Linked DNA regions of Drosophila melanogaster: region 1 is linked to region 2. The links are chromatin contacts, called in public Hi-C maps. All regions are on one chromosome and are shown on one strand. Each heading gives the region's core, a stretch centred on a gene start, on an enhancer-like site or on the middle of the called end of the contact. The rest is flanking DNA. Distances are from core to core; before and after follow the strand shown. Region 1 holds the start of Sirt7 (Sirtuin 7). Region 2 holds the start of mrt (martik).

The links. Hi-C and Micro-C count contacts between places; a contact is called where the count stands out from the background.
Region 1: a Hi-C map of the Kc167 cell line shows a contact between it and region 2, with 2.5 times the contacts expected there. The contact joins the promoter of Sirt7 here to the promoter of mrt in region 2. A contact is called at or near these places in 3 of 107 Hi-C or Micro-C datasets (the D17-c3 cell line, the Kc167 cell line and the PNm cell line).

The regions. Positions count from the first base shown.
Region 1 is chr3R:29,053,623-29,058,680 of dm6, reverse strand. It overlaps Sirt7 (Sirtuin 7), which reads right to left and starts at 2,754. Exons shown (of 2, transcript NM_143407.3): 1 at 2,373-2,754; 2 at 1-2,152. The coding sequence starts at 2,537. The coding sequence ends at 2. CG11843 reads right to left here and starts at 4,334. Exons shown (of 4, transcript NM_001300649.1): 1 at 4,049-4,334; 2 at 3,635-3,908; 3 at 3,265-3,580; 4 at 2,844-3,190. The coding sequence starts at 4,133. The coding sequence ends at 2,915. It overlaps CG11842, which reads right to left. Exons shown (of 3, transcript NM_143405.1): 3 at 4,768-5,058. The coding sequence ends at 4,905. It also overlaps asRNA:CR46107.
Region 2 is chr3R:27,280,087-27,285,403 of dm6, reverse strand. mrt (martik) reads left to right here and starts at 2,743. Exons shown (of 3, transcript NM_001260398.1): 1 at 2,743-2,787. CG3368 reads right to left here and starts at 1,624. Exons shown (of 3, transcript NM_143298.2): 1 at 1,500-1,624; 2 at 1-1,446. The coding sequence starts at 1,562.

The DNA.
Region 1 (5,058 bases), core at 1,505-4,004, 1.8 Mb before region 2:
TCTACCGTCTCTTCCGACCTTTCTTATAGCCCTTGCCATACCATCCTGCCTGGGTTCGCGCCAACTTCCGTGGAAAACTCGTGCTCAGCTGCTGTCTTCGCTTTGCCGTTTCCGCCGCTGCTATGTGTGCCAAGGATATATTCTCATCGTAGTCATCGTCGTCGTCGGAAGTTGGACAGCACTCGCAGACCACGAACCGACCGCTTCTGGCCCGTTTCTTGTGTTTGCGCTGACTGAGGTTCCAACGCCGGTAAAACTGGCACTCCAGCTCCGCATACCGATCAAAGCAGAAGAAACAACTGGCAGCGGATCTGTTCATCGCAAAGTTCGGCACCACCTGCGAGTTCCAAATATTGAGATCCGCTGGTGGTGGGATCAGGATGCTATGCAGACCAGAATACGCGTACTTGGCATCGTACCACGTGGGTAATTGGCGAAGCAGCTCCTCATCGTTGTTTTGCCTCAACAAATCCATCTGGGCCAGCTCGCTTTCCTCCTCCTCTTCGTTATCGTTCTCTGTGCTGGAATCACCATCGCCCTCGCTCTTTATCTGTATGCTGGACGACTGAGAGGCAGGTGGCAGGACCAATTTGGGCTCAACAAAGGGTGTGGACAGTGGTGCTCCAATGGGCACCAGCGGTGGCAGCTGAAGCGGCTTTAGTCTTGATTCAGTTGGGACCGCGGACAAACATTCCGCATGAGTTTTTTGTATGGCGACTAGTTTTGGCAGCTCTGGAAAACCATTGCTCGGCGTTTCCTCCGTCTCTTCTTTGAGCGAAAGTGGTTCTAGCTTTGGTAGCAGCTCCAAAAGTTTCAACTCCTGCTGAAAATTGGTGTCCGAGCACTCTAATTTCTCCAGCTTAACTTCAGTCTCTATTTTAATGGACGACTCCAGCGTGATTAAGTCCTTCTCTGTTTTAACCTCCCCATTTGTTTTCACATGCTCCACCTTAATTTCCTCGTCCTGGCCATTGAGCGTCTTGAATTTCTGTCGGAGCTCCAGGTTAGTCTTAACTCTTCGACCATTTTTGATGGGTGTGCGAATGCGGGGTCCTTTGCCGATGGGAAGATCACTGTAGTTAAAGCTACAGCTCTCGCTGGAGATAGTCGAGTCTTGCGTTTCCTCAGTGGTAGTGGTGAAGGCCTCCTCCTCGTCGGCATTCTTCAGCAATGGTTGTGTAAGCGTGTGCAGTTCCTCGGGCATCAGAAGCGAAGCATGTGCGAAAATCGGATCCTTCTCTTTCGTGTAAACGGGAACTGGAATGTGGAGTAGATGCATCAATTGGGCCATCACCTGATCGCATTTCCCATTGATCTTTATGCTAGCAATCGCATCCTTGGGCGTCCACTGCAAGTTGACCACACAGATCTTTGCTCGCTGGCGGGCAGGCCGGTCCATCTGCCAAAGCCAAGTGTACTTCTTGAGTACCTTGAGACTGGAGCCCAAGCAGAGAATCACATCCGCTCGCTGCGCATTGGCAGTGGCTCCCGCCCAGTTCAATGGCCACTTGACGTTCCCCCGCTCTCCGAAGTGCACAATGGTGTCGTACAAAGGCTCCGAGCAGCGATGGCATAGGCGGTGGGTCTTGTGGCAATAGCGGGCAGTCATCTCCGTGGTGTCGAACTGGCGCCAGTAAACGCTGTTCGGTCGACAGTTCTTGCACACCTCCACGTACATGTTTCCATGGATTTCGGACAACGAATTTCTCGGTAATCCGGATCGCAAGTGCAGGCCATCACAATTCTGGGAGACCACATGATGCAGCAATCTGCGGCGATGCAGCTCATAAAGTGCCATGTGCGTGTAGGTGGGATTCGCGCTGGATAGATCATGCTCGCCGATGTCCTGACCCTTTTGGAGCAGTGTCCATATTCCCTGGCTACCGCGATAGTCCGGAATCAGGGCTGCCGTGCTTATACCGGCTCCCGTGTAGCAAACTAGATGCTTAGCCTGCGAAATGATGTTGGCCAACTGCTCCACCTTCGCCTCGATCACGTGCGGCGCATCCTCGCGTTCCACAACCCGCTCCTTGTATATCTCTACCCGCTCCTTGCGCTTCTTGGTCGTCTTCACCATGTCCGGGTGTTTCTCCAAAAACTGTCGATCTTCCGTCGTGCGCATGGAGTCGCATTTTCGCAGTATCATCGAGACCTGGAACATTTTCATAGATTAGCATTGGCTTGATAGGCGTACATACATGGCTTAATATATAGACCGTGGTTTATTTTATAATAACTTAGGGGGTTTGATCTTTTGGACACTAAAATATAATCAAAGATTGGTATTTGACATGAACTTTGTAATTTATAAACAATCTAAATTGGAACAAGCTCTGCCAGCGTAAAAACACACACACAGTCGCACTAATTACCCTTCGCATGGCATCCTTGCGTCGTCGCTTCTCGTTATCCTTCTTGGCAGGATTCATCTTGGCCCGCGTTATGTAAGACTGCGCCACGTCCATCTCCTGCTTGGGCTCCATCTCAGTGTTCTGCTCCTGATCCTGGTCCTTTTCCTCACCCAGATCCTTCTCCATGATCCGGCACAATTGGCAATTATGCGGGGACAAAATAAAATGCGCCGCAGCCAGGAAGGGGAAATTGTGATGTGGAATCCTGCGCAGGATGTCCGCTTACATCGTATTCGCCATGCGGCTTCAGACCTCTGGTCATTGGTAATTTACAATCCAAATCCAGCGACGACTTTTGTTTTGTAAATGTTTCTTTTTTTTGGGAAAAAAAGGTAAACAACTATCGATGACTGCATCGATATGTTCGGTCTATCGATTTCGTAGGAATGACTCGCTTCCACTTAGCAGCGATTCTAAATTAATCGGACTGTTAAATGCTTTTAAATTTAATTTTTTAAGTATTTAGTAAAAAATTTATATAAATTTACAGATCCAGATGTAATTTAAAACGTGGCCAAAGTTCGGGCTATCCAGCCTAAATAAGGATAGACGCGAGTGTAGATTCCGGGTATTCCTGGTGACCCACAGGACAAACCGGCCGACGTGATTCCCACAACTACGTACATACAGGGATATTCCCGATGGTACATTAGCAAAGGTCCTCCTGAGTCGCCGTTACAGGTGTCCTGGGCCATCTCCGAACCAACACAGAGCTGGTTGTTTCCATCGAATCCTCGAGGGAACTCCTCCACCTGCCGGGTAAGCAGTTTCTTGCACACCTATAAGGAAATAATATATTTATTAATGTGGATTATCCATGGGGATTTATAATATCCCATGCCAATTTACTTACCCAATTTCCGTAGCGCTGCAACTTCACCTTCAGCAGCTGGGCGGATGGCTTCAGCGCCAGGCCAGTGCTTCCCCACCCAACGGCTATGAAGGAGTCGGAAGAGCGTTCATCCTGGAACGGCAGACAGGCTGGATGCTTATATAGGTCAAAGACCACGGCCTCCGTCAGTTTGACAAGACCTATATCATGGTAGAACTGCGGATCTTCGTAGCCCGGATGGGCTATATACCCTGCAACCATATAGTCTCTGGGCGCCGCATCCTCATCCAAGGAATCGAAGTCGAGTTCGCCCAATCGCACAACATTCACCTCTCCCCTATAAAAATGAGATATTTATTCCTAACTTGAGCAGGGAAAAACCTCTGCTTACCTTTCCGATTCCAGGCAGTGAGCTGCGGTTAAGACGAACCGCTCGCTGATCAGAACGCCACCACAAAACCAGTCGGCACGGCTGCTCGGATCTGGGCGACGCCCCAAGCGGGCCATATGCGGAAATTCCCTGGGCTGGGCCGGATGACCACCGACGATGAGCGGCGTGTAGCTCCTGCAGTTGTCTATGATCCGACTCTCAATCGAAGCTCCGGGCAACAGGAAACCGAACTCGATTCTTTCCTCGAAAACGCTCTTCTTGTATCTAGAGCAAGCTGAACATTGCGATTTTCAATTTGATAATCCAATATTGATCAAAAAGAACAGCTCAGATCAGTGGTCAACACGTTAATATATTATAATATATAACTAGATCTTTAAAGCCACTTGCAAGGCTACTTCTTTGTCCACTTACATCCCACAACATCCATATCCGGCTGCTGGCCAAAAACACATGCCAGCGAAACGATCAGCTGGGAGAACAGCCTCCATATCTTCATCTTCAGGTGGCGATCGGTGATCGACTGTGCGATCCGAACGGGTTTAGCTCCCAATTAGTTACCGATCAATTAGCTGCGGAAAGCCCAATGGAGGTGCGTCTAAAGCGGGTAAAAGCTAATGAAATCCCCGCTCTTTTAACAATTATTCCACAATAAAACGATTTTGTTTTTACTTCTTTATAAGTGGGTAAGCAAGGCTGATCTTACGTATCTTGTATCTTCTTACTGGGTAAAGGTTATTTAAATGCTTATATATATAAAATATATATTTGAAAAAAACTACTACTTCTGATAGAACGGTGATCTCGATAGACTTTTCTAATTCAAATCTCTAATTTAAATCTATTTTATGGCCAGTTGCTGCCTAATCCAGTCCAGGTAAAAGTACACCCTTATGTACATGCCCAGCCACCCAGTTTCCAGAAGAACAATCGTGCCGGATTGCCGAGGCAATCATCGTGTGGTTGCCTCGGCGTTTAGTGAATGACTAGAATCATAATTCATAATCGTTAGTACAATCTGCTCAGGATAATACATAAATTCCCGGAGAACTAGCGTTCATGTTCAAAAGTATTTTTATATTCATGGACTTTGCACTTAAATCAAATCATTTTCTAGAACACTGTATGTGAATAATACTCAATCAATTCAGCTTTATTTTCCATTTACTATTGTTTCCCATAATGCACTCAAAACTGAAGTTAGTTAAACTCCTTTTGATAAGTTATCCACAGAACTGTGGAGTCAAATTTTCGTATGTAAATATCAATTCTAATTTTTGGCCAGCTGCTGCTTAATCCAGTCCAGGTAGAAGTGAACCCGTGTGTACATCGCGGGAAGATCGGGTGTGTCGCAGGCCACTCCGATGGATGTGATACCCATCACATGGTACATGCAGGGGTAGTCCATGTGATAGATGAGCACC
Region 2 (5,317 bases), core at 1,494-3,993:
TATGCCCATGCGCTGATTCTGCTGAGGACTGCACATTTTTGCATTTTTTGCGACTTCTTCTGCATATAGCGACCTATTTAGGATTTCCAGCAACTTCAGGGCAAAGATCTTGGGTTGATAAACCTCGCTGTGGATGTCCCGCTCAATCAGATGCTGAAGATGTGAAAAGAATCGCTTGATATTCTGAGCCAATGCATGGCCACCCACTCCGATGTCCGCCTTTAGAACCTTTTGAAAGTGCTTGGCCGTGTGATTGATAATCGTTGGCATCTTGCCCAGCATCGTGTTCCGGAACTCTGAGCTTTCCAGACAGCGATGTCGCTCTACAAAGCTGTGAAAGAAATCCAGACAGTCTTCGACGGCAAAGTTTCCCAGATTGTCAACCAGAAAGCGAAAGATCAACAGCTGCGCCTCCGTCTCCATCTGGCTGCAGTTGGTCAACAGCTCGGTGCTGATCTTAAAGAAGTGCAGCTTGGAGGTAGCATATATCTCCCTGGCGAACATGCTGAAGATCAGAATCAGACGTAATTGATCGCTCGGCGACCTTTCCTCCTCGGTGGCCAGGAACTCCACAATCTGAGGATTTGCTTGCAGCAGCTCAAACAACTCTTCCCGCTGTTGGATGCGCAGGAACCACTGCGAATGAAAGTTCTGAATCTCGGCCACACTGCCGTTAAGCAACAGCTCCACACTGGCTGCAAGTAGTGCCGGAGAGCGCTGGTTGCTCAAGCTTTTCACGGGATATTGACTGGCGGCCCGAAGTCCCTTATAGCTCAGGCTGAGCCTTAGGCCATTGAAGAACTCCTCTTCGCTTTGATTCGTTGCCGCCAAGAGATCAGGCAGGGAATGAGAGTTGAGAGCGCCGCTCAGCAGATAGTACTTGTTGCGATTCGTCCATGGCCAGAACTCCACAATCAAGCGAAAGTAGGAGAATGCTCTTTCCGGCTGTTTGCAGCAGTGGTTGTACAGCGTGAGCGTTTCCTCACGGGATCCCGTTTGCGTCTGGCGTTGCAGGCAGTGATAGAAGTGCTCCAACTTCAGCGGAAGGAGTTGCAGCTTGGGGAACTTCTTTACCAGCAAGTTTGTGGCCTTCAGCACGGCCATCAGGCTGGGATTGTTGCGCTGCAGAGCCTCAATTATGGCAGTGGTGCATTTTTCCTCCAGCAGCGCAGCATCGAGACGCTTCCAATGGTCGGTGAGCAGAATGGATTGGAGCATCAGGAAGGCAGTGGGTTGCTCGCTGGTCAAACGCTGGAAAAGATCCGCGAAGTGCGAGTCTTGTAGTTCGTACTTGTGCACTATGTGGTAGTACACACGGAAGCTAATGTTCAGGGCGGCTTGATTGGCACCACTGCACGTGTCCGCCTGCGCCGCCTCATCCTCCTCCGTCTGTATTCGTTGGGCCAGCTGCAGTGCGGCATCCTCCGGGCGGACATCTCCCAGGCCCTAGAAAGAACACAATATGTTACACCTCAGTCCCCGTGCCGTACTCAATTCACCTGCAGGTAGCAGAGGCAATCGCTGGGTCCGATTTTTGGCCGTTTTCCCGGAGATTCCGACATGCCCAATCTCAATTCTCACAACTTTCGTCTTACCACAACCAGGGCTCCACAAAACCGGCCACTGCGCTACGATAATTGCGCGGTAATCGATAATCGATGGCTTTTCGTTATCTAAAAACTTGAAACGCCCAACCGTTGTTGATTAAAAATTATGTTTCCAATTAATGTGACATATAATTTTTATATTTATCATTTATAGCGGTACCAAGTACTTCGTTTAGAGACTCAGTGTTTAAAATTTTCGTTATATTTTGTGAGGGATGGCTGTCTGGTAATGTTAACTAGGTACAGGGTACTGTATTCTGTTTTCTTTTACAGCGTTTTTAAATATTAAAAAGATGATAAATTTTTTTTTTTTTTAATAAACTTTATTAACAACAATCTTTGAATATAAAGCTTTCACAAAGCAGCTGTTTGATACAACCGATAAAATTAATTCGATAGCAGAAATTGCAGATCCGTAAGTTCAAAAGTTTTCTTGACAACCACAGCGCGTACAGGAAACGAGAAAAATATAATATTTTAAAGGTATTTCATGCAATCGATATAACAAACCGAAGACCAAATTGGCTCTTTGTTTTTTCAAGTGAGTGCTCCCTACAAAGTTCGTTATGATAAGAAAATGCATGTGTTTGTGCTCTTGGATTCAATGCTTGCAAGGTTTGCCTCGCGTTTTGTTTATTTATTTGCATACATGAAATTCAGATAAACGTGTGGATTTTCCTAGAACTGGTGCCATGCGTAATTAATGCAAATGCTTTCCGCATTTCCCAGCGTCGTGCTGCTCATCCACAGAGAATAGCTGCAGCCGATTTCAAGTTTCCTGTTCTGGCATCGCTCCCAGTTCGAAAACTCCAGCTTCCCCGCAACCCATCTTTTCGGTCCGCCCAATACTTGTAAATCTAGTTTCGACTGACTTCAGCACATGGCTTTCAGATGCGATACGAGATACAACCTATTCGCATTCTCGGCATCTGCCACCCCGAAAATTTCAAGGAAGCTCGGCTGAATGCGAATTTTTTGAACCAGTATTCAGCAGGTCGCCTATGTACTCGGTGTACATGGAGTTCTTATGCCGCAAAGGGGTAGTTTCTCACCTGTAAGAGGATTCACGAAAACCTTGTTTACCACACAGCTTGGCAGAAGCTCGATTTCCTACTGAGAATCCAATTTACAGTAGTCTCCCGTCGACAAGAACCTGAAATCGAATACCCAAAGGCCTAAGGTAATTCGATATCTTTGCTATTACACAAAAAGCAAGTTATTACAGTCGAGTGCGATTATCTGCGTTCACTTTGCTCTGACTACAGTGCGCACCAAAAGTAATCTCCCACAAGAACTTTGAAATGCTATAGTTAAATCCGTTAAGCCGTGAGTTTCGCTTTATTTTTAAATACTATTGCTCAGTTTCTAAGCTCAGTTATCCAACGGGCTTAAATCTCCAAAGTTTCAAACCTTTGAGCTAACACTCTTAACTTAATCTGCAATATTGAATTTAAAGATTATAGATAGTCTGAAACTTTCCGTTAGAGTCTTCTTCACTTCACGGAGAATGGCAGACGAGCGGAAAACAAAACTTGAAAAATCATTATACTCGATTTCAACATGTGTATACTACATTAAAACTGTAGCTTTTTGCAGTTTTTATTTGCTGTGTGTGTGTGTGTGTGTGTGTGTACGCGCGCGAACCCATAAATTTATATATTCCCCGAAATAACCCCGTTCTTAAAAAAAGAGCGGAATAAAAACGTAAATGGCAGCGAAAGAAGAAAAGGCGAAATAAAAAATAATAGGCAACTGTCTCTCCGGCAATCTCTCGCAATCTCAAAAACAACTAGCGACCATAACCATTATTTGTACCTTCCGAATACGAATACGAATACAAGTACGAACACGAATATATAACGTCGTAGCGCACACGCACACCAGCACAGGTGGCCGTTTATATAGTTGGGTTTTTGTAGGCCCGTTCGTCGCTTTTTCGAGTTTTAAAAATTAGTATTGAAATCGTCGTTAACGGCGACGGTTTGCCTCAGTTTTGACGCTTGAAAACGGTCGTATTTTCCACTCTCTCGCCGCTCTCTCGCTGGTAAGTGTGTGTGCAGTGAGCGAGCGCGTGCATGTGTTTGTGTGCAAGGTGTTGCTCTGCTTGGAAATAAATAAATAGTTCAAGTCGAACGAACTATTTGAAACTAATTGGCAGGCATGTGCATTAAGTTATCAACCGTTGCCATTAGCCGATTAGCGAAAAATGCCAGACAAAATATCACTTGTCAATAATGGATGTTAGTCACTGTGAAGGAAAGTTACGTTCTGTTTCTTTTTCTTGAAAAATTCTCAACTGCACATAACAAGCGTAAATTCGTTCGTCCCCGTCCGTGTGTGTGTGTGGGTGAGCCGAGCTGTGGCGAGAGCAAGACAGCGAGTTTAGTTCACTCTCTCGGCTCTCGCCAACCCGCACACCACCCCCCCCCCCCTACACCGTGCTCCATCTATTGGCTTATTATCGTATCTTTTTCATTACAGTGCTCTGCAGGCGATTTAAATTAAGTTGGCAATTACATTTCCATCTGGGAATTCAGTGGTTAGTGTGCCAGTTCGGAATTAGTTTGTTAATTGGGGCTGCCAAGGAAGAATCCGCCATGCAGAGCACACATCATGTGATATGTCATTCTGAAAGCTGCTTTTCGAACAACCCCCAACCACTGTGCGAATCTTGGTCGTCGTCGCTGGAAAAATACTCAAAATTTGAGATTCGATTCTAGTTTCAACCCGCCACTATGAATCTTTATATGTAACTTGCCCGCTTTCATTCATACTCGTTGTTCAGTACTGGCGGCGTATCATCCTCCGAATTGTAAGATGCGTAATCGGTTCTTAAATGTGTATTTCTACGCTGTATTCGGTTTTCGGCATTCGACGCTATCTTGTTTACTTGCATTTGGAAATCACTATCTCAAATATGTTCTGTTATTGAGCGTGTTCCACTTGCCACTTTGTCGCAGTGTATCTGTGTGCGGGAGAGTTCGTTTTTTACGTTAGCTTTTTGCTGTCATTCGTTTTGAAATAATCAAAATCGATAAAAAATTATATATATATATACATATAAGTTTCGTCGCTTTAGATTTGTAAGCTCTTTTCGTGCATTTATTTGGCTACGGCGAGCGTGTCGGTGAGCTGCCACCTTTGATGGGTTTCGATTTCGATTTCGGTTTCGGAATGTGTTAAACAGTTGGAAACACGTCAACTTTACACAAACAAATGTGTATGTGCCAGTAAATATCGAGTTGGTGGTGGATTCTGAAGACGAAAACCGAAACCTAACCGAATCCACGACTGCCTAACTTTTGACACAAAAAGTCCAAAACTGGATTTTTTCGTTGGCTCGTAGCCAGCATTTTTTTTTTAAACCATCTGCCAAGTGAATTTCCAGTGGGCAGAAGTATACATATCAAACGGAAGTCGATTTGCTGATTGAGAAGTTAGAATCCGAATCATATTTAATCAAGTTTTTCTGCAGTTTAAAATACCTATGTGATTTATGTAATATAGCCTTCAAATGAAGCGCGTAGCATGCTTTTAGTATAAATAAAATTTGATTACTAAAACAAGATTGAAGTAGTCATTTTTGGGCACAGAATGCCTACTATATGAATATGACTGACAATGTGTCTAAAAACTGAATTTTCGAGTTTTCCAAAACTGGTTATGACATCGGTTGTCAAGTCAATATTTCGTGGTTTTCGAAAACCAAT